Linked DNA regions of Mus musculus: all the other regions are linked to region 1. The links are chromatin contacts, called in public HiChIP or PLAC-seq and promoter capture Hi-C maps. All regions are on one chromosome and are shown on one strand. Each heading gives the region's core, a stretch centred on a gene start, on an enhancer-like site or on the middle of the called end of the contact. The rest is flanking DNA. Distances are from core to core; before and after follow the strand shown. Region 1 holds the start of Ltbp1 (latent transforming growth factor beta binding protein 1). Region 2 overlaps Rasgrp3 (RAS, guanyl releasing protein 3). Region 3 holds the start of Rasgrp3 (RAS, guanyl releasing protein 3). Region 4 overlaps Ltbp1 (latent transforming growth factor beta binding protein 1). Region 5 overlaps Rasgrp3 (RAS, guanyl releasing protein 3). Region 6 overlaps Ltbp1 (latent transforming growth factor beta binding protein 1). Region 7 overlaps Birc6 (baculoviral IAP repeat-containing 6).

What was found. Promoter capture Hi-C pulls out the DNA fragments that hold promoters and counts their contacts. HiChIP or PLAC-seq counts read pairs in DNA pulled down with a chosen protein or histone mark.
Region 2: a contact with region 1 is called in an HNF4G HiChIP or PLAC-seq map of pancreatic cancer cells. The contact joins the enhancer-like site here to the promoter of Ltbp1 in region 1. A contact is called at or near these places in 6 of 39 promoter capture datasets (the HPC-7 cell line, HPC-7-derived erythroid cells, cranial neural crest and 3 more) and 2 of 115 datasets of contacts at active chromatin or transcription factors (forebrain and pancreatic cancer cells).
Region 3: a contact with region 1 is called in a promoter capture Hi-C map of the HPC-7 cell line. The contact joins the promoter of Rasgrp3 here to the promoter of Ltbp1 in region 1. A contact is called at or near these places in 12 of 39 promoter capture datasets (the 3T3-L1 cell line, 3T3-L1-derived adipocytes, the HPC-7 cell line and 6 more), 1 of 15 datasets of contacts at CTCF or cohesin (the NIH/3T3 cell line), 2 of 115 datasets of contacts at active chromatin or transcription factors (embryonic forebrain and pancreatic cancer cells) and 2 of 9 other capture datasets (adipose tissue and pancreatic islet).
Region 4: a contact with region 1 is called in a FOXA1 HiChIP or PLAC-seq map of pancreatic cancer cells. The contact joins the enhancer-like site here to the promoter of Ltbp1 in region 1. A contact is called at or near these places in 3 of 39 promoter capture datasets (the HPC-7 cell line, cranial neural crest and hippocampal neurons), 2 of 484 Hi-C or Micro-C datasets (bone marrow-derived macrophages and muscle stem cells), 4 of 115 datasets of contacts at active chromatin or transcription factors (embryonic hindbrain, embryonic limb bud, pancreatic cancer cells and 1 more) and 1 of 9 other capture datasets (liver).
Region 5: a contact with region 1 is called in an HNF4G HiChIP or PLAC-seq map of pancreatic cancer cells. The contact joins the enhancer-like site here to the promoter of Ltbp1 in region 1. A contact is called at or near these places in 3 of 39 promoter capture datasets (the 3T3-L1 cell line, the HPC-7 cell line, HPC-7-derived erythroid cells and 1 more), 1 of 15 datasets of contacts at CTCF or cohesin (the NIH/3T3 cell line) and 4 of 115 datasets of contacts at active chromatin or transcription factors (embryonic stem cells, forebrain, pancreatic cancer cells and 1 more).
Region 6: a contact with region 1 is called in an SMC1A HiChIP or PLAC-seq map of the NIH/3T3 cell line, with 10 times the contacts expected there. The contact joins the enhancer-like site here to the promoter of Ltbp1 in region 1. A contact is called at or near these places in 7 of 39 promoter capture datasets (the 3T3-L1 cell line, the HPC-7 cell line, HPC-7-derived erythroid cells and 3 more), 1 of 15 datasets of contacts at CTCF or cohesin (the NIH/3T3 cell line), 3 of 484 Hi-C or Micro-C datasets (the HPC-7 cell line, cumulus cells and pancreatic cancer cells), 2 of 115 datasets of contacts at active chromatin or transcription factors (fetal liver and pancreatic cancer cells) and 1 of 9 other capture datasets (adipose tissue).
Region 7: an H3K4me3 HiChIP or PLAC-seq map of embryonic stem cells shows a contact between it and region 1, with 15 read pairs. The contact joins the enhancer-like site here to the promoter of Ltbp1 in region 1. A contact is called at or near these places in 11 of 39 promoter capture datasets (the 3T3-L1 cell line, 3T3-L1-derived adipocytes, the HPC-7 cell line and 7 more), 1 of 15 datasets of contacts at CTCF or cohesin (the NIH/3T3 cell line), 21 of 484 Hi-C or Micro-C datasets (CD8 T cells, the G1E-ER4 cell line, the HL-1 cell line and 12 more) and 10 of 115 datasets of contacts at active chromatin or transcription factors (astrocytes, cardiomyocytes, craniofacial prominence and 6 more).

The regions. Positions count from the first base shown.
Region 1 is chr17:75,004,247-75,006,946 of GRCm38.p6, forward strand. It overlaps Ltbp1 (latent transforming growth factor beta binding protein 1), which reads left to right and starts at 1,283. Exons shown (of 34, transcript NM_019919.4): 1 at 1,283-2,115. The coding sequence starts at 1,640.
Region 2 is chr17:75,503,838-75,506,537 of GRCm38.p6, forward strand. All of the region lies in intron 9 of Rasgrp3 (RAS, guanyl releasing protein 3), which reads left to right. Among named protein-coding and RNA genes, the nearest start is that of Fam98a, 47 kb to the right of the region's middle. Within about 2 kb of position 1,389, at least 22 of the 459 cell types and tissues checked have an H3K27ac peak or open chromatin away from gene starts, as enhancers often do. A contact at or near this core is called in pancreatic cancer cells, where this site is marked.
Region 3 is chr17:75,434,601-75,437,300 of GRCm38.p6, forward strand. It overlaps Rasgrp3 (RAS, guanyl releasing protein 3), which reads left to right and starts at 1,305. Exons shown (of 17, transcript NM_001166493.1): 1 at 1,305-1,568.
Region 4 is chr17:75,343,952-75,346,651 of GRCm38.p6, forward strand. The region is part of intron 24 of Ltbp1 (latent transforming growth factor beta binding protein 1); the gene reads left to right. Among named protein-coding and RNA genes, the nearest start is that of Rasgrp3, 91 kb to the right of the region's middle. Within about 2 kb of position 1,335, at least 37 of the 459 cell types and tissues checked have an H3K27ac peak or open chromatin away from gene starts, as enhancers often do. A contact at or near this core is called in muscle stem cells and pancreatic cancer cells, where this site is marked.
Region 5 is chr17:75,469,354-75,472,053 of GRCm38.p6, forward strand. All of the region lies in intron 1 of Rasgrp3 (RAS, guanyl releasing protein 3), which reads left to right. Among named protein-coding and RNA genes, the nearest start is that of Rasgrp3, 35 kb to the left of the region's middle. Within about 2 kb of position 1,373, at least 13 of the 459 cell types and tissues checked have an H3K27ac peak or open chromatin away from gene starts, as enhancers often do. A contact at or near this core is called in pancreatic cancer cells, where this site is marked.
Region 6 is chr17:75,276,563-75,279,262 of GRCm38.p6, forward strand. It overlaps Ltbp1 (latent transforming growth factor beta binding protein 1), which reads left to right. Exons shown (of 34, transcript NM_019919.4): 12 at 1-61; 13 at 2,390-2,412. Among named protein-coding and RNA genes, the nearest start is that of Rasgrp3, 160 kb to the right of the region's middle. Within about 2 kb of position 1,414, at least 20 of the 459 cell types and tissues checked have an H3K27ac peak or open chromatin away from gene starts, as enhancers often do. A contact at or near this core is called in the NIH/3T3 cell line and pancreatic cancer cells, where this site is marked.
Region 7 is chr17:74,687,342-74,690,041 of GRCm38.p6, forward strand. Birc6 (baculoviral IAP repeat-containing 6) reads left to right here. Exons shown (of 73, transcript NM_007566.3): 66 at 1,877-2,022. Among named protein-coding and RNA genes, the nearest start is that of Ttc27, 29 kb to the right of the region's middle. Within about 2 kb of position 1,385, at least 4 of the 459 cell types and tissues checked have an H3K27ac peak or open chromatin away from gene starts, as enhancers often do. A contact at or near this core is called in embryonic stem cells, where this site is marked.

The DNA of each region.
Region 1 (2,700 bases), core at 33-2,532:
TGGTAGTGACTCTCTCAGACAGTGCTCCTTCTGGAAGCCTGTGTTCAGGCTGCTGGCCTCCAGGCCCACTTCCCTCAGAGCAAACGCTCACCAGTATTTCTGTAATGTGCAGAGAAAAGTAGGTGACTAGATTAGTCCTCAGCTTGGAATGATTTTTCCCACTATCAGTATTTCTGAAATTATTCTCACTTGCTATCAGTTGTCCTAAGCGGATGCAGGGAAAACCCTCAAACAAAGAACAATCAAAATTACTAATATGTGAGAAAACCCAAGCCTGGGAAAAGACCCTTTTTAATTCACTTAAAAATATTTATTTATTTTATGTGTGTCACTGCTTTGTCTGAATATGTGTATGGGCGCCTGAATGTCAGAAGAGAGCATCAAACCTCCTGGAACTGGAATTTTGGATGGTTGGGAATCTAATCCAGGTCCCCTGAAAGAGCAGCCAGTGCACTTAACCACTGAATTATTGCTCCAGTCCCGGGCCTTTAAAAAATTGTTTTAAAAAATATACAGTTATTATCATGGACTTTTGATTGCAGTCATGTAAAAACAGCATTCATTCTGTTGACATTGTCTTAATTCAGATGTTAGCAGTAAAGACGTCATTTCCTGGTTTTCTTCAAACTCTGTTTTGCACGAGAGAGAGAGAGAGAGAGAGAGAGAGAGAGAGAGAGAGAGAGAGAGAGAGAGAAATTCCTAAATGCTCCATTCCACTCCACTGCAAGGACCACCGGCAGGGCAGCCTCTGCGATTTTCTTCATCTACACGGGCGCCCCCTGCTGCCCATCCCGCATTCTTGACCCTCCAATGTCAGGAGCAGGGTACCACAAAGTCTTCCGGAGGTTGCAGTCCTAAAGAAAACCTTCCTTCAGACTAATAGAGCTAATCACTTTCCAATGGACAGCTCACGCTACCTCGGATAGCCTTTTCTGGGACCGGACCTAGTGTTTTAATCCAACTTCTGCAGACAGTATCCGAGCAAACTCGAGTAAAAGTGCCTGCGCTTCCAAACTGTATTACTCGAATCCTTTCCGGCTGCTAGAAGGAAAGGGCCGTTCCCTCACCTTGCTGAGCCCTTTGTCTTTTCCTGGCGCTGGGGAGCGGGAATCCCTGTCCACCCGACCCATAGCCCCAATATCTGGATGCGGAGGGTGGCGGCTCATTCTCCGGCTCATCTCGAGCTTTCCCCAATTAGGATTTGCTGCCTGACGTCACGTCTGCTGCAGATTGGCTGTTCAGATCTGACACAGGGCTCCACCGGGGAGAAGAAACTTTTAAAAGACTTTGCAGCCGGGGCTGCCTCTGAGCGTCCAGCGCTCACGGTCGTCCTTGCTCACCCTCGCGGGGTTGGCGCCCGTAGCACCCCAGCCGCACCCGGCGACACCTCGTCTGAGCCAGGGGACCCTCACCTTGAGCAGCTCGCGCCCCTCCCCTCCTCTCCACCCCAACTCCCGCCCCCTGCTCGCCTCCACTCCCGGCTGGGGTCCGCTGCCGCTCAGCCGCCCGCAAAGCTCCCTCCCCTGCGGCCACCCAGTTGGTCTCCACCCCGCGGCGCACGGGCTCTCCGCAGAGTCCTTGGGGATACCGAGGGAGCGCGCCGGGGCAGGACGAGCCGCGCGGCCGGAGACTGCCCGCGATGGCGGGAGCCTGGCTCAGGTGGGGTCTCCTGCTCTGGGCAGGGCTGCTAGCGTGGTCTGCGCACGGCCGGGTGCGGAGGATCACGTACGTGGTGCGCCCGGGCCCGGGACTGCCGGCCGGAGCCTTGCCTCTGGCTGGGCCCCCGCGGACCTTCAACGTCGCACTGGACGCCAGGTACAGCCGGAGCTCAACAGCCGCCTCCAGCCGCGCCTTGGCTGGGCCCCCAGCCGAGCGGACCCGGCGCACCAGCCAGCCCGGCGGCGCGGCCCTGCCGGGGCTCCGATCTCCGCTGCCACCCGAGCCCGCGCGTCCGGGGGGGCCCAGCCGGCAGCTCCACTCTAAGGCGGGTGCTCAGACCGCGGTCACTCGCTTCGCCAAACATGGCAGGCAAGTCGTGCGCTCCCAAGTGCAGCAGGACGCTCAGAGCGCCGGGGGCTCCAGACTGCAGGTTCAGCAGAAGCAGCAGCTGCAGGGGTAAGCCCACGCTCTGCCTGCCTCGCGCGCCGGGACCCGCCGAGGCCCGGGAACCGTCTCCTCCCCGCCGGAGGCGCTGCGGGAAGGGGTGGGCACGGGGGAAGCCCGCTCACTTTTTACTGGTGTTTAACTCTCAGTGCATTGTTACCCAGCTGCGGGGGAAACACAAAAGGCATTTATTTCTTCCCCGGGGCGTAACCTCCTGTGCGCAAACCCTTCTGCTCCTAGACTATGGGCGTAAACATGAAGTCACTACAGCTTAATCCCAAGGCATCAATTAAACTTCTTGCAACTCGGTTTTTTATTTTGGTTTACCTAATGAAAAAGGGATTGTGAGTGAAAGCTGGCTCTAAAGACCCAGCTCTCCTTGAGCATCCCAGAAATTGTATACTTGGGTTTCCTGGCACCTGTGGGTCCTAAATTGGTAAGGGGCTGGGGGTGAGACTCCACGTGAACAGCAGTAGGAATTAAAGTTTGTTATTCGGTGCTGGTAAGTATCCCCACTGAACGGCTTTAACCCCATTAATCACAAGTTAGGATGGGGGCGACTTAATTTGGACATACGCCCCCCCCCCCCCCCCGCAG
Region 2 (2,700 bases), core at 139-2,638, 500 kb after region 1:
TATTGGTTTTTCGAGATAGGGTTTCTCTGTGTAGCCCTGGCTGTCCTGGAACTCACTCTGTAGACCAGGCTAGCCTCGAACTCAGAAATCCGCCTGCCTCTGCTTCCCGAGTGCTGGGATTAAAGGCATGCGCCACCATGCCCAGCTCTGTCTTTATTCTTAATTTAAACTTTTTATTTCGTATTATATTTATGTGTGTGCATGGTAGGGGGAAGAAGAGGAAGAGAGAGAGAAGGAGGGGGAGGGAGAAAAAGAAGAAGGAGGAGCAGGGAGAGAGAGACTTGAGCATAACACAGCAATCATGTGCAGGTCAAAGGACAACGTCATGAGTTTGTTTTCTCTTCCTACCTGTATATAGATTCAAGGCTAAAACAGGTTGGTGTGTTTGTGGAAGGAGTTCCTTTTTCTGCTGAGTCGTCTTGCTGACTTCTTGCTTTTTTTGTTTTTGTTTACTTTTCTCTTGTTTTCATTTTTTTGTTGTTGTTGTTGTTTGTTTTAGACTGGGTCTTGTTTAGCTCAGGCTAGTCTTGAACTTGTGGCCCCTTGACCTCAATCTCCCAAGTGCTAGGGTTCTAGCCATGGGCCACCATGTGCTGCTTTTTAAAGAGTCTTTCCAGGGCATTCTTTGTTCTCTTCCAAAGCAGGAATGACTCTATTGTGCTTTATCCTGGGTTTTACATTCGCCTCAACTGCAGGAGGCTTTGCTCTGCGTTAGACTAACTATCTTTTTCTGTTCATGTGCTTTAGTTAGCACATGCCCAGCACCTTCCACAGTACCTGGCACAATTAAGAACTCAGGAGTCAGAGTGAATGCTCTGCTTAGGAGTGGTGAGTGTCAGACAAAAAGTCTGACATCCTTTTGTCAACTGCCACTCTATTTATTTATTTATTTATTTATTTATTTAGGCACTTGTAACAGATTGTTTGGGTGGTCTTCAGGTCTAGTGTTTAGACACAACAGGTGTATAAAAGATGACATCTTCCATGGTAACTTGGTTTTTGAGAAGGAAGGAACATAAACAAATTCTCTTATCCTTGCTTAAACAAGCAAAGGTACAATTTCCCCCTTTGGCTTCATAACAGCGCAGCATCTGAAACTCGGCTGCCGTTGATGAGCTGATGTTCTCTTTTGATGTCCATAGAAAATGAAAGCAATGACTCTTCTTAAGCTCTGGCAGCCTAAATTACTTAGGACTGCTGCGTTGGAATAGGAGCCTGGCTCCCAGACTTCACCCACTAACTGCAACTAAAGGATACACCCCTAAGTAGAATGGTAATATCAACTGTACTTTTAGTGTGACGTTGAAGTGGTCAAACCACAGATGTCTTGGGTTTGTGTGATTCAACAACGAACACAAAGATGTTCTCCAGTGGGGAACCACCTCACAATAACTCAAGCACCTGCATTGATTAATCATTTGCCATGTAAATATGTTTCCGTGAATCAGTGCCCAGGTTTCTAACCACAATCAGACTACAAACCACGAAACAGACAGATGATGTCTGAAGAGAAGAGCCAGTGTGGTCCGCAGTTTCAACTGTCTGCCTCCAGACTGTGCTTTTAACAGTTATGGTTATGAGTATAACTTTATAACACAGGTGCCTACATTTGGGCAATGTCTCCAACACCTAGAAGACAATGATAAAGCAGGGAAATTAAGTCAGTTTTAAGTGCATCAAGCAAGGGGAAGCTCTCGCCATGGTAGAATACTTGCCAGCATGCCCAAGACCCTGGCTCAGTCCCCAAACAAACAAACAAACAAACACAAAACCTACATGCACCAAGCTACATTATCAAGAAGATGTTTAGAAAAGTTCTGAAAAAAAATTTTAATGAAAGTTCAATGGTATAAACGGAAACCTGAATTTAAAAAATAAAAGCTAAGAAGCAGTTCTTTTTGGTTAGGAAAAGCAAATGAAAAAAAAAAAATAATGCCAGAGTATGCCCACCTCTTTTTTTTTAAGAGCACAGAGGGACAATGTAGAAGCTATTTAGCATCATATTTAAGTCTGCATAGCTCAGAGTGATAGCAAAAAATCGTAAGTGAGAAGTCTTGACCTCTGCCTTGAACCTGTGCTAGTCCATCTTAACTGTAGCTTTTTCTTCATGCTTCTGTGGTCATTCATGAGCTCTGCATTTCTACAACTCTAGAAATACAGGATGGCACAGCCATGAAAATAAGAAAACAGTTTTATGGCATTGGCCATGGCCCACCGACTCCCCTGGACAGCACAGACCTGCAGAGCAGTCACGACACCTAAGCCAGTTTCTTCGTATATCTAAGATCATCCTTGTCTCCCCACAATCAAGGAGGATGTCCATTACACGCAAAGGCACATTACGTTTTTTTCTGATGCCATGTGGAAGGCAATGTCCTCACCATGAGCCCTGAGGAAGCTTATGTGTCCACTAGAGTCTCGTGTCCACTCTATGAAGCACATGCGCGTTTGAATTAAGAACCACGTGACTGCAGCTGTCTGAGGCACAAGAGCGTGTCCACGAGCACAGCATTTAAGGGAGGAGTTCCTTTTTCTTCAGGTCAAGTGGCTGTGTTCTTTAGTGACCCATATATGCTTTAGCACGTTAAAAAAATAGAAAGTGAGAAAACTCAAGTTAATGAACAATCATTAAACACCTATTCTGTGCATCAGGCTGTCTGCCAATGCTGGAACTTTCCATGATCACTAGTTCTCCTGGCA
Region 3 (2,700 bases), core at 55-2,554, 430 kb after region 1:
CTCGTCTGTTATGTGGGAAAAAATGCTATTATTTTGGGGTTTGCTTGCATTGTCAATAATATGAGGGAATTTGGATTGCAAGAATGCAGAAAAGCTATGTCTGTTTTTCCCATTCATATTAGATTCAGAAGGTATATTCCTTTTTTCTTTTCTTTCTTTCTTTCTTTCTTTTTCTTTCTTTTTTTTGGTATTTTGACTCAAGAAATTCTCTACTTTTTCTCTTAAAGACTTTTATAATTCCTCTGCATGTGTGTGTGAACACACACACACACACACACACACACACACACACACACTGGAGGGGTCACTTTGTAGAGGCCAGAGGAGGGTGTTGGCACTCTCAGAATTGGAGTTACAGGCATTTGTGGGATGCTGGGCTTATTCTATGGGTACTGGAAAACACTTTCTAGCCCCTAGGGTTGCTAGCAAGTGCTTGTAACCTGCTGAGTCAGCTTTCCAGCCTCAACATATTTTTAAATGAAAGGAGAGAATGAGTCTGACATGGTGCTCACTTTGTAATCCTAGTATTTGAGCGGTGAGGCAAGAGGATCACGAGTTTGAGCCTAGCTTGGGCTGTGTAGTAAGGCATCGTCTAAACTGTCTGAGGAAAGGAAAGGAAGGGAAGGGAAGGGAAAGGAAAGGAAAGGAAAGGAAAGGAAAGGAAAGGAAAGGAAAGGAAAGGAAAGGAAAGGAAAGGAAAGAAAAAAATAAGACAGAAAGCAAAAGAACAGAACAGAACCAGGTCTTCCTCCTGGTATTCAGGCACCCCCCCCCCACTCCCACAAATTTGTCTTTCAGGAAATGAAGGATGCAGTGTGAATCTGCTCGTGGTAGTTTACACAGAAAATGCTATTATTTCTGAATTCAAGCTTCGCTGGTGGGAAGTGACAACTTCTAGTCAAGTAGAGACTGAGGGACCAGTTAAGTCACAACTCAATGGCTCACACTAAAGTTGAATTATTTAGGTTAAATTTTCTTCAGTGTGTTTACCAGTGCAGACTTGGAAGGAACACACACACACACTCATACATGCATATGTGTGCACATGCACACGTGCGCACACACACATGCACACTGTACACACACACACACACACACACCTAACACACACACCTCTGACTGCCTTTTGAAATCAAATACATTTCCTGCCTCCTCTTTCCTCGGTACTCACAGCAGCAGCTTATTTATAGCACAGGAAAGGGGAAAAAAACAGCGCTCCACTGGAGGCCGGAAAACTAAGTAGGGAAAGAATAGGAGGAAGTGGGCCTGCCATTTAGCCAAACAGCCTTTACTTCATTGAGCTCAAAGCCTAGCCCCTTCAAGGTAGTGGTTTGTTGGGCACGAATAGGCTTGCAAATCTCTTTCTTTCTTTCTTCTTCTTTTTATTATTTTGCTTTTCCTCTTCACTTATGAATTGGACTTGAGCAATGGAGGGGACAACAGCTCTTTCAGGGGGAGCCCAGCCATCTTGAGGGGTTCAGGCACCTTGAAGAGACTTTCAAGAACCTGGTGAAAGGAGGATCCACACCTCTTGTGAACTTCCACTGACTACATGACTGCGGATTCGGGTATGTGTCCCTTTTAAGTTTGCGTCTTGCTATTTCTCACGTTTCCTTGGCTTTGCTTATTGGGCACAGGCAATATTTGTGATCTGAGGGCAGGTCCTACTATAACTGTAACACGAGCTTTGCTTGTGTCTCTGAAGAGTAGCCAGCCGTCAGAGTCAGCAATGGCATCCTGAGCTTCTGGTAGCAAGTGTGTATTTTACGGAAGTTGTTTTCTTGTGGTGACTTCCTTAAATCTCAGCATCATCTATAATCTCCCTGACGGTCATTTTTGAAAACATCTGCCTGACACTATTTGTGCTTTGTGTCAGGCTGGTCAGTAATCTGTCGGTCACTTCTTTGAGGAATACTGGTTTAGAATATACTTAATAACCATGTCTTTAAACACAACCAAACCATTGCTGAAGTTATTTTGCTGAAATTTAAGTTTTGTGTACAGCTGTGAAGATGAAAATTCATCTGGTACAAAGTTTCCTTTCTTAATCAATCATTCTTAAACAATGATGAACTTCTAAAACATAAAGGCAACATCCAAGCCCTGAGCTTTTCCAGAGACAGGAATTATTCATAGCAATTATTTACATCTGAGTTTTTTTCCAAAACCTTTCTGCTGTATAAATTTTGAGGGTCTTGAAAAAATATCCTTGTGCTTAGAAATGGAAAGGTGGGAGGGAAATTAAATAAACCTAAAAGAGTTGATGATGCTCACAAAAACTTGGAAGGCTTCTGGGGACATGCCGAGGGACATCCCTTGGCATTACGTGAATGCTTTTGTTTAAATGATGAGCCTGTGTGCTTCCAGGGCAGATAACCTCCACCTTTGCGTGGTAATGACGCTTGATTGATGTCAGCACAGTGACTGACCAAGAAGTAGGCTCTGCCAGTTGTTGAGAAGGAAACAGGTTGCTTTTCTTTCTGCCTCTCCTTGCATGAGATTTGTGTGTTTAGAGTTTGCAGCAAGAAGATAGCAAAGTTAAAAAAGCAGAACTGTGAGCCCACCAGAACTGGTGCGGAGCCCGGGGCTTCCTTCTAAGTCATGGTGGCTCTCTTTGGCCCTTTTCTCTGCTGAAAGAATTTAAGTGGGTATTTTGTTGTTGTTGTTGTTGTGCTGTTTTATATTGTTTTTCTGACTAGA
Region 4 (2,700 bases), core at 85-2,584, 340 kb after region 1:
AATGGGCCTCTCTTTGCAGTGATGGCCTACTAGGCCATCTTTTGATACATATGCAGCTAGAGACAAGAGCTCCAGGGTACTGCTTAGTTCATATTGTTGTTCCACCTATAGGGTTGCAGTTCCCTTTAGTTCCTTGGGTGCTTTCTCTAGTTCCTCCATTGGGGGCCCTGTGGTCCATTCAATAGCTGACTGTGAGCATCCACTTCTGTGTTTGCTAGGCCCTGGCAATTTAATTTCTTTGTCTGTATATAAGCTGCCCTACCCATTCTATTTAGAAAATCACATTGAGTCTTCCATTGTTTCCTCCCCTGATTTCATTGTTCATGTTACCAAAGTGAGCGGGTAAAGAATGGGTGACCTTTAGTGAGTGTTATGCAGGAAGGAAGGGACATTGGAGTTCTGTTTTACCATAGAAGGTTTTGGGAAATTTTTGGGGCAGTAAAGAGAATATATTCATTGTAAAACTTGCAAATGTACAAAACAGGTTAACCTGACAAATGTGGACTTGTCAGCCATTGACACTGTCACAGCTTCCATACAGGCGCTGTCAGTTCCAGGCATCCTGAGCTGTGTTCCACTTATCCTTCTAATATTTGGAGGGTTCTTTTTTTTGCGGGGGAGGTCAGTTTACTTACTCACTGGCTTGTAGGTATCGTTAAATCTTGACTTTGTTTACATTGAAACATCAGTATTTGCTGTTCCGTTTTTTTTTTTTTCAGTAAAAATATATGAAGAGCAGAGCAATATAAGAAATTAGCAGTTCTTGTGAAAACATGCTTCATACGTGTGGGTTGAGGACCGAGCAATTACTGACAGCAACTCCAACAGATGACTAGCTTTGGGGATAGTATTACTAGTGATAATTTCTAGCATGACCCTTACTGGATCAATAAAACTGATGTAGAAATGTTGATATCAGGCAAAGAAAAATATGATATTTAGAGACCTCAAAAATTAGTCTCAGGTTTCAGAGTCAACCTTGACAAAACAGGATGATGTTTTCCACCTATCCAGATAGATGAGGGGAAAGTAGATCTGAGATCTCACAATATCAAGAAAGTGAAATATTTGTATGTAGGCCATTAAAGAATTGAAACAAAGAGCTGAGGGTCTAGCGTAATAGGAGAGCTCTGGTTTGGCCCTTCTGAGAAGCGAAACCAGCGCTGTACTTCAGTGAAGCCATTACCTCACCTCACTGTTGAAAACAAGAAACTGCAGAGCCGCATTATATCATTTTTATAAAATATTAATTGTTGAACAGCTAGTCTCCAGCAGGCACTTCACATTCCCTTTGCCTATTCATTCCGATCCAAAACATTACTCATCTAAACTTGCTTGGTGAGTCATTGTTACAGTAAACTGAGTCTGCAAGACGCCCAGTAATTCATAGCCAGCTGGGGGCTTGTTCACCTTCAGGCTAGTTATTCAGTTCCTGTGCTGGTGAACAGTAATAAAGGGCCATCATCTGCTGGAATGGCATGAAATTAATAACAAGGAAAGCAAGATAATCTAATTTTAAGAATCTGGATTGAGAATCCAATGGATTTCACACAGCTGAATTCACTCTTTTCCTCTCCTTTTAGTAGAGAAATAAGTTGCTGGTGAGGGTGTGTTGAAGGTTCCCCAACCCTTCAAGCCTAATACAGGCACAGGAAAAAGAGGAGTAGCCTGGTATCTGTCTGGGAGGTGCCATGATGGAGGTGCCCCCTTAGGCTGACTCTGGAAGGATCAGCATGAATTTCTGAGAAAAAAATAGGAGTGGAAGAGCCAATCAAGCAAAGAGTTTATACCATTCTAAGGTCAGGGAGCCCTTATACAAGGTCATCTACAGGGATGGAGTTCAAATTGAGAAGGTTTTCTGAGAACTGCTATCACACAGGTAGCCAGGAGCCCGATGAAGGAAGCCTTGTGCTCTAGCAAGAAGAAGATGGCGAACACTTTGAGCAAGGGAGTGGCATGCATGGGTTAACATTTACAAAGAGCACCTCAGCAATAGTTAGGTAAAGAGTGGATTAGAGGGAGGCAAGACTGGAGATACGGAAGCCAGCTAGAATACAGGGAATATTGAGAAAGATCAAAGGGTGGCTTAGGACAGCAGAGGGAGTTGCAGAAGGGAAGGGCTGGCATTAAGATTCCTGGTACGGGTGTCTAGTTGGAAGTGCTGAAGAAGGGTGTGTAGGAGAAATGGAGCTGATATGCGGAGGGCAGTGATAGCAAGTTCATGTGTTACTGCTGGGTCTATTTGGTCTTAGATAAATGTTTCACCAGGACTGAGCTAAAGCTTTGAGAGAGTCTGAGAATCCATCAGCATGGAAGTGCTAACTGAAGAATTGCTCAGCTTCCAGACCCCCAAAAAGGCTGCAGTGCAAAGAACAACATTATCTCTTTGACAGATGCCCACTTTAGAAAGTCCAGAGTTAGCAGTGGCCTCTGTCAAGTCAGTAACAGGATAGAACCCTTCCTCCCTGTTACAATCTGTAAACTTGCTATAATCCCAGCTTCCTGCGGGCATTCAGAGCAGCCCAATCAACTTGCCACATTAGATGCCATGAGGAAGAGCTGCTGGCTTTGATGTGAAATAATTGCACTGAGTTTTCGGTTCAATTCAGGAAGGCAAGGTAGGTGAAAAGGAGGAATGGAAAGGAGAAAATTCTCGTCCCCGTCAGGAAGAGGGTTTATGTTCTGTTTAAATCAAGCTGC
Region 5 (2,700 bases), core at 123-2,622, 470 kb after region 1:
AAAGTAAACCCAAATCAGTAGTAGTTCTCACTGTAGTCTTCTAAACTAGAACACTGGGGATGAGACTTGTCCCTTAGTGTCCTTATGTGATAGATTCCAGGACTCCATGAACACCATGCATGATCATGATGCCCAGATCCTTCCTGTTCAGGGGCACAGTGTTTTTGTTTGTTTGTTTGTTTGTCTGTTTGCTTGGGTGGTTTTTTTTTTTGTTTGTTTTTTTCAAGACAGGGTTTCTCTGCATAGCCCTGGCTGTTCTGGAACTCACTTTGTAGACCAGGCTGGCCTCTAACTCAGAAATCTGCCTGCCTCTGCCTCCTGAGTGCTGGGATTAAAGGCGTGCGCCACCACGCCCGGCTTGGGCACAGTGTTTTTTATATAACCTATGCTGATCTTCCTGTGTGACTTCAATCATCTGTGTCTCACTTGGAGATGTGACCTAATATTGTTATCCTATATTCTTTAAGGAATAATGAAAAGAACAAAAGGTGTTCAGTACAGATATCACTACTTTGAGAAACATACTGTACATTCATGGTTGGTTGCATTTCATAGACATAAAACCTTGAGGATATGAAGGCTCTGATCTTTGATGGAAAATGCTTTTTTTTCCCCAAGGAAATGGCATAATTTAGTGAACGCTAGCAGAGACATAAAGAATGGACTCAGAATTTTGACATCAAATGCTTGCTTGATTTCTTTGATGTTTTGCAATAGGGAATGGAATCCTAGGACACAGAGCATGTTTTGTCTGTCTTGGAAGATTGCATGCTTTACAGACACCTGTTCTCCAAAAGCTAGCCCCATGGTCCCTTATTTCCCCTTTATATCAGTTGCTCATTTATTATAGGAGTCAGCCATCATGCTGTCATGTTCTCATTACTTTATGAGACCTAAAATCTTGGGTGTTCTATTCTTTCATGTGGTCTTTGTCCCTTCAGAGTCTGTGGTATGTAAAGTCACTGTGCTTTGGTCTTTGAATTCATCTCTGGGATTGAAAAAAGAGAATGCCCGTTTACATGGGAATTCACTGGCACTAGGCACTCTCTCTCACTGCCACAATTTCAAGTAGGGGTGTGGGCATCATTCCCATTGTTTACAGAGAGGAGACTGAGAATAAGAAAATGTACGTAACTTGTCCACAGTCATGGAGGAAGTACGTGCAGGCAGAATTCTACACAGTGTAAACAATCTATTAGCCCCGAATCCCAGGAATTTCTCTGTTTATGCTGTCATCCAGGCGAAGACGGGGTTCAATTACATCATTCAAGTGCACATTTTGAATTGTCTTTTGTAGTGAAAAAGGCTGTACCTTGTCATGATCTTCTGTTAGGCATTGGTTTATGACTAGTTTGTGGTGTGCTGGCTGATGGGTATTGTTGGTGGTATTAAGTAAGTTTTATGGGCAGTTGACTTGAAGAATAAGTCCATCTTAGTCACAGACACAAAGATATTGGCTTCAGATAACATTTGTAGTGGAATTTAGTCATCATTTTCGTCACTGGTGTGGGTTGGTTGAAGTCTCAGCAATGACGGCATGATGTAACATCAGCTTTGAGAGGGCCCATTTTTTAGATATAAAAGTTATTAATATAATTAATTGATTACATTTAAAATAGTCCAGCCTGCTCTCTTGCATATATTCTCCTTGCCTAAGAAAAGCAATTCCTGGGAGTTCTGCTGGCTACAACACCCGCACATCCAGGGGGCAAGTGTGCATTCCGACGTGCTTATTCCTTTCCTCCTTGTGGTCACTTGCTCAGTGTGAGGAGTCTTAGCTCACTAGACTAATTGAGACTCTTTACTGTTGGTCAGTTCTCCAACAAGTTCATTGTTTATTGACTAGCACCATTATCAGTATGTTGGTAAGATCATAAAAACAGCTGTATGTGGCTTCTAGTAGTTGTGAGTGCAGCTATACATAGTAATAGCCAGGGAAAATATAAATGTATGCTGTTTTATAATAAATAAAACATTATAATAACCTTTGTAGTATGACTGTTTAGGGCTACTTTCTTTGAATTAAAAAAAAAAAAGTCTTGAACTGACTCATAAACTGATCCAAAAGGTATTTCCCCCTTTTTACTGGTTATTGTAATAAACAGAATTTTCGGCACCTTCCAAGAGCATACAAGAGAACATTTATAAAAGAAGGAAAGACAGTGAGATGGTTGGTGATGGTTTTACCATTATGGATTTCATTTCGGTCAGCGGAGTTCAAAGCAGTGTAAATCTTGATGCCCCTACTGTAATAGAAGGATCTTATTCATGTCTAGTTTGTGACAGGATTCAGGTTGCTGCAGCTACACTAATATCTTTTAAGCTTCTGTTTAATAGGATTGGTACTTTTATTTTCTGAAGGCTTCTTTATTTCCCAAATGTTGTCCCGTCTTTTCCCTTAATCAGCTGGCCCATAACTACCCCATAAGGTGCCATATTATTATGACATTGATTTGCTTTAAGACTATAAATACAGTCAGAGTTTTAATTAAGGATGTGTTCCTGGTACAACTGGCAGAGAACTACCCACGGGAGGAAAATAACATGGGAAATTTATATCTATTCCCAGAGCTTCCTTTTAGTTATTACTTTCTCGCCGCTTAATTTTTTTCAACCCCACAGACAAGCAACTGCATTAGAGAATGTGTAAGTGATTTTAATTGCATTTTCCCCTGTCTGGAGCATTTGTAATGTGGCAGA
Region 6 (2,700 bases), core at 164-2,663, 270 kb after region 1:
GAGCCTGTGGAGGCCCTGACCTCCTCGTGGGAACACGGGCCGAGAGGGGCGGAGCCCGAAGGTGAGCTTCCATGTTGGATGTGGGTTCTAGCCAGACATCTCTGTATCTGTACTTTGGTGTTTGTTTTTATCCCTTTAGAGCATGCCTCTGATCCTTAATGATGCTGACATTTTCAATTGTGTAATTCTTTAATGGATGAGGAAGCTATATTGGATGTTGTAGGATGTTTAGCAGTGTGAATGTCCTTTGACTTTTATTACACACACACACACACACACACACACACACACACTATACTAAAAAGGTCCACACACACACACACACACACACACACACACACTATACTAAAAAGGTCCACATACACACACACACACACACACACACACACACACACACACACACACTATACTAAAAAGGTCCCTGAATATTGAATACATCCTTAGATCCAGTATGGACCATTTTGCCTGACTGAGAGGCACCCTGTGGTGTGTGTTCCTAGTGGGTAACAATACTCCATAGGAATTCCAGAGCAATGTTTTGCAGTTTAGGAGCTATAGTAACTTAATGTTTATTCCTGGAGAGGAATTTTTGTCTTCAGGGAACAGTACAAATTCATTTCCGTGTCCAGAATTCTACTGTATAAAGGAGAATCCACAGGCTTAAAAATGTTGGTGGACTGAGCTTTTGTGAGGTGGTAGCTGGCAGGAGGGATGCTGCCAGGTGACAGGCCAGAAAGTAGGAACCAGACAGCTCAGGCATCTGGGAGGGCTGTGGGAAAGTCCTCTCATTTACCTTGTGACAGATTCAGAGACATGACTTGTTGTGTGTCATAAAAATTGTATAATGGGACCCATGACTAAGGGCAGAAAGTCTAGTGATCTCTAGTTTTAATCTCTGCTTGCCCTCTCCCCAAGAAATATTTTCTTCTCTCCTTAGTGTATAATGTATATTGACTATTTTGATTACCACAGAAAAGCCTTGTTCCTGAAAAATGGAACAGGTTTTGGTCTGTAAGGAATGTATCTCTTTCCTCTAAAAACATAAATAAAACAAAATGTTCTTGTTGGCTTTTGCCATTAATTCTTAGGTAAAGATTTGCCCATTTGTGAGTCATGTGGGAACTAGGCATTACCTCCTTCCCTAGTAGCAGAGGTTGTTCTGGGCTCTGAGCATGGTGCCTTCTGGCCAATATCTACTGGGTCACTTACTGTGGTATAATTCTTTCTTGGGTAAGCAGAGCAAGTAGGACCTCACCTGGTATTGTCTCTGTCTACCTAGGTCAGCCATTCCCAGCCCGTGGGTCACAACCCCTTTGGGGGTTGAAGAATTCTTTCACAGAGTTCTCCTAAGACCATCCTGCTTATCAGATATTTACATTGTGATTCATAACAGTAGCAAAATTGCAGTTATGAAGTAACTTTTGTGGTTGGGAGTCACCCCAACATAAGGGTGGTTAAAGGGTCGTAGCATTTGGAAGGTTGAGAACCACGGGGCTTGGTTGCTCATCCTTTGTTTAGCAGAAGGAGGTAGGCATAAGTATGGATCTGTCTCTAGAATTCCTTAACAATGGGTTGCATAGGGTAGAAAGACAGTTAGCTTCCTCCCCTTGAAAGAGTGGTGCTTTTAATTTATCTGGTAGGCTCATTTCTTCCTGGAATTAATACATCCAATTTATTTGCTAATAGTTAAGGAAACATAGTGACTCAGAAAATTCCAAGTAATAAACAAAGCTGTTGACCAGTGCTAGGAATTGCTTAATGAAAACAAGCATTTCAAAAATATGAAGACCTCACCCCCACCACAATAACATTACTGATTGAGTAATAGTTAAGTTGCTAATTATATTAATGCTAAGTAGTAATTGTCTCTTATTGACTTATGAGGTGTGGCTTTTGTTCGATTCAGTTAGCATGACAATAATCAGAAGCCTGGATTATATTTTAAAAAATGCAGTACCCATTTTCCTGTCTCTATGAAACATTGTCATTCTTTTTGAACACTGACTTCAGATGGGTTTCTGAGTACTGGAAGCATTTGTTTTCTAAAACACGGGAAGTTGCCCAAACTCAAGATTAAGCATTGAACAACTTTTCAGGAAGTGTTTTCTTTAAACTTGAGGTTAATTTTCTTAATTTTGAATGAATGTCTCTGAACCTTTGATCTCTGAACCTTGATAGCTGAACAATGAGAGGCACAAAAAGTTCTTCGTCGTTCATGTGTAAAATCCTCCCAGGTACCAGGCGATTGGCATTCCACGTTTGACTTAATTTGCTTCGTAATTGTTTGGGGGAGATACTGGCTTCCTAATTCCTTTTGAAATCTGAAATCTGATGAGTGGGTTGTGCTCTGCTCACTGTACTAATTCTCACCTCTCTCTTCTGGTTTTAGTGGTAACAGCACCTCCTGAGAAGGTAATTCTCTCATCGTTTTATGTTCTTTTCTCATCAAGACATTTTTTTAAGGATATGTATAGGTCTTTTTTTGGTTTGTTTGGTTTTGATTTTAACTTTAGGACATACATATTAGAGATCAAATTGGATTCTCTAAACGGGTGTTGCTATTCTCAGTGCTCAGAGAGTGATCGCTAAGAGATCTCAGGGATGTGTGGAGGGGGCACCATCCGTTGCCACAGAAGCCAAAATATGGAGAGAAGAAAAATGATGAGCAGAGTTCAGAGAGCTAACTGGTTGCGTGGACTG
Region 7 (2,700 bases), core at 135-2,634, 320 kb before region 1:
ATGGTGGCTCACAGCCATCTGTAATGGGATCCGATGCCATTTTCTGGTGTGTCTGTAGACAGCTACAGTGTACTCATATAAATAGAATAAAAAATCTTTAGAAAAAAGAAAGAGGAAGGAAGGAAGGAAGGAAGGAAGGAAGGAAGGAAGGAAGGAAGGAAGGGCCTGTATTCCTGTTGAGCTGTAGGCTAAAGTGTACTTCAGAATTACGAGACACCGTGTCTTTGGTTTACTCGAGAAGTAGAAGTATCTGGTATTTCAGCTTTAAACCCTTGCCTGTTCTCTGCTTACTGGTAAGCATGGGTGTGCTCATGTGTAGGTACATAGGTACATGCATTGAGATTGACACTGCGGTGCTGTACAGTCTCAACAGATGCTAAGTTAGTTTCTGGGTGACAAAAGAAAGTAGCCATTTGTTTTCCTTGACTTCTTATGTGTGAGGAAAGACAAGGACAGTGTTTCAGTGACACATTTTACTTTATTAGTTAGGTCACCTTTCCAGGTGAGAGATAGTAGACACGTTTACATGTGCAGCTTTGACACATTGGAACCAAATTGAGAGCACGTGCCTGTGTGCTGTATTTATTTGCTTCTGCTCACTGTGAGAGCGGCTTCTTAGTTTGCTACTTCCTGTCTCCCTGCAGTTACGAAAGGAATGGCTTTTGAGAAGGTTTGCCTTGGTGACAAGGTTCATTTTTGTCTGTACATGGCATATTATTTTGTTACATTCTGCAACATTCTAAATTTAAAAGTTTATTCTCAGCCAGGCAAACTAGTACATCCCTTTTATCCCCGCACTGGGGAGGCAGAGGCAGGTGATTCTTTTGAGTTTGAGGCCAGCCTGGTCTACAGAGTGAGTTCCCGGACACCCAGTGCTACACAGAGAAACCTGACTCAAAACAACAAAGATTCTCTGTGGCTTCATGCCTACTATGGGTAAAATATTTTAATATAATGGTAAAACCTTTGTGTTGGTAGGTATTTATGTAAAAAATGCCATATAGTTTAGATTTTTCCTTCAAAATCTATGTTTTTATTTATCTATGTTGTTTGTTTTGAAACTGAGTTAACAAGAATAAGTTATTTTGAAGATCTAAACTATAGTTAATTATTAAGTGTCAAGAGTTGCAATAGAAGAAAAAGAAATACTTAACTTTTATTTTTAGTGAATCTTACATTGACCTGACACTGCGTCTTGTTCGCTGAAGCCTTGGCTGTCACGCTGTGCTGTTGTGATACAGTGTTTGATACAGTGTTTGATACAGTTTGATACAGTGTTGGGTCATTTTACATCCTGAAAAGAAGTAACAGAGTGATCCTCTGTACAACCACTTGGTGTTAAAGATGTATAGCAGCTGCACTTGTTGTCTTGTAAGAGACTCACTTGGGGTCCTACTGTGTGCTCTGAAATACTGAGTTCTTTTGTTCTCAGAAATCAGCATACTCAGTGAATACAAGTAGTATTTTAGATTGCTATGTCCTTTTGATTCTAAGGCTTTTAAAAGACAATAGGTTCTTAGTTTACCACAGGCGTGGTAACTAAGTTGGTTCCTTTACCTCTGGGTACTTAGAGTTAAGGGTTTCTAAGTGTGGGTCTAAGGGCATAGCAAACATTTGGTTGTTTAGCCTAATATTTATGTAATATTTCTTTTTTTATCTTTTAACTAGATAGGAACTATCTACCTATACTTTTGTTATCTTAAGCATTAGGCTTCCAAAGCAGTAATGACTGTGACTAGCCTCCCTGCTCATCACATGGGACAAATGTAGCGCATAGTCTGTCAGTTTTCATTTCTGTTGTTGAATTGTATTTTTATTTTCAGTTTTAAAACTTAATTTTTTCTTGCATTTTTCCCATGTTTAAAATCAAATTCAGATCTAAAAGGGAAAATGTGAAAGCCGGAGTCAAGCCGGACGCGCCTGATCAAGAGCCCGAAGGACTTGCGCTTCTGGTCCCCGACATCCAGAGGACTGCTGAGATCGTCCACGCCGCCACCGCCAATCTGCGGCAAGCCAATCAAGGCCAGTAGTGTTCTACATGATTGGTTTTTTCATTGCATGAAATTATATATTTTTTTCTATTGCACAACAAACGTAATTGAGAACTGTCTGTTTTTTTTTTTTCTCATTTTTCAGGTAAGTTCTTGTACTTACGAATTCATTGTCTGGTAGGTTTTGTTCTTTGTCAGGTTTTAGTTAAGAGTATTTCTTGGGACTGCAGAGATGGCTCACCGATTAAGAGCCCTGGCTGCTCTTCCAAAGGTCATGAGTTCAGTTCCCAGCAACCCACATGGTGGCCCACAACCATCTGCATTGGATCTGATGTTCTCTTCTGGTGTGTCAACGACAGGATGTCATATAAAATAAATAAATCTTAATTTTAAAAAACCCTAATAGATTTAAAAAAAAATTTCTTGCTGTAGAATGTGCATCTTGGCTAGGTGTAGTGGCACATGTCTTTAATTGCAGCACTCGGAAGGTGAAAGCAGATGATCTCTGTGACTTTCAGGCCAGCCAGTAGCAAGTTGTGGGCTAGCCAGAGCCACATAATGAGACCCTCTCTCAAAGAAAAGAACCTAAAATAAGAATTGATTTCTTCTATATATGCTGAGACTAACTGTAGTAGCTCAAGAACATACTTTTTTTCTTTTCATTGAAAGTCTTGGGATTGGAAAGCCTTGTGTTTGGGAGCAGTAAATT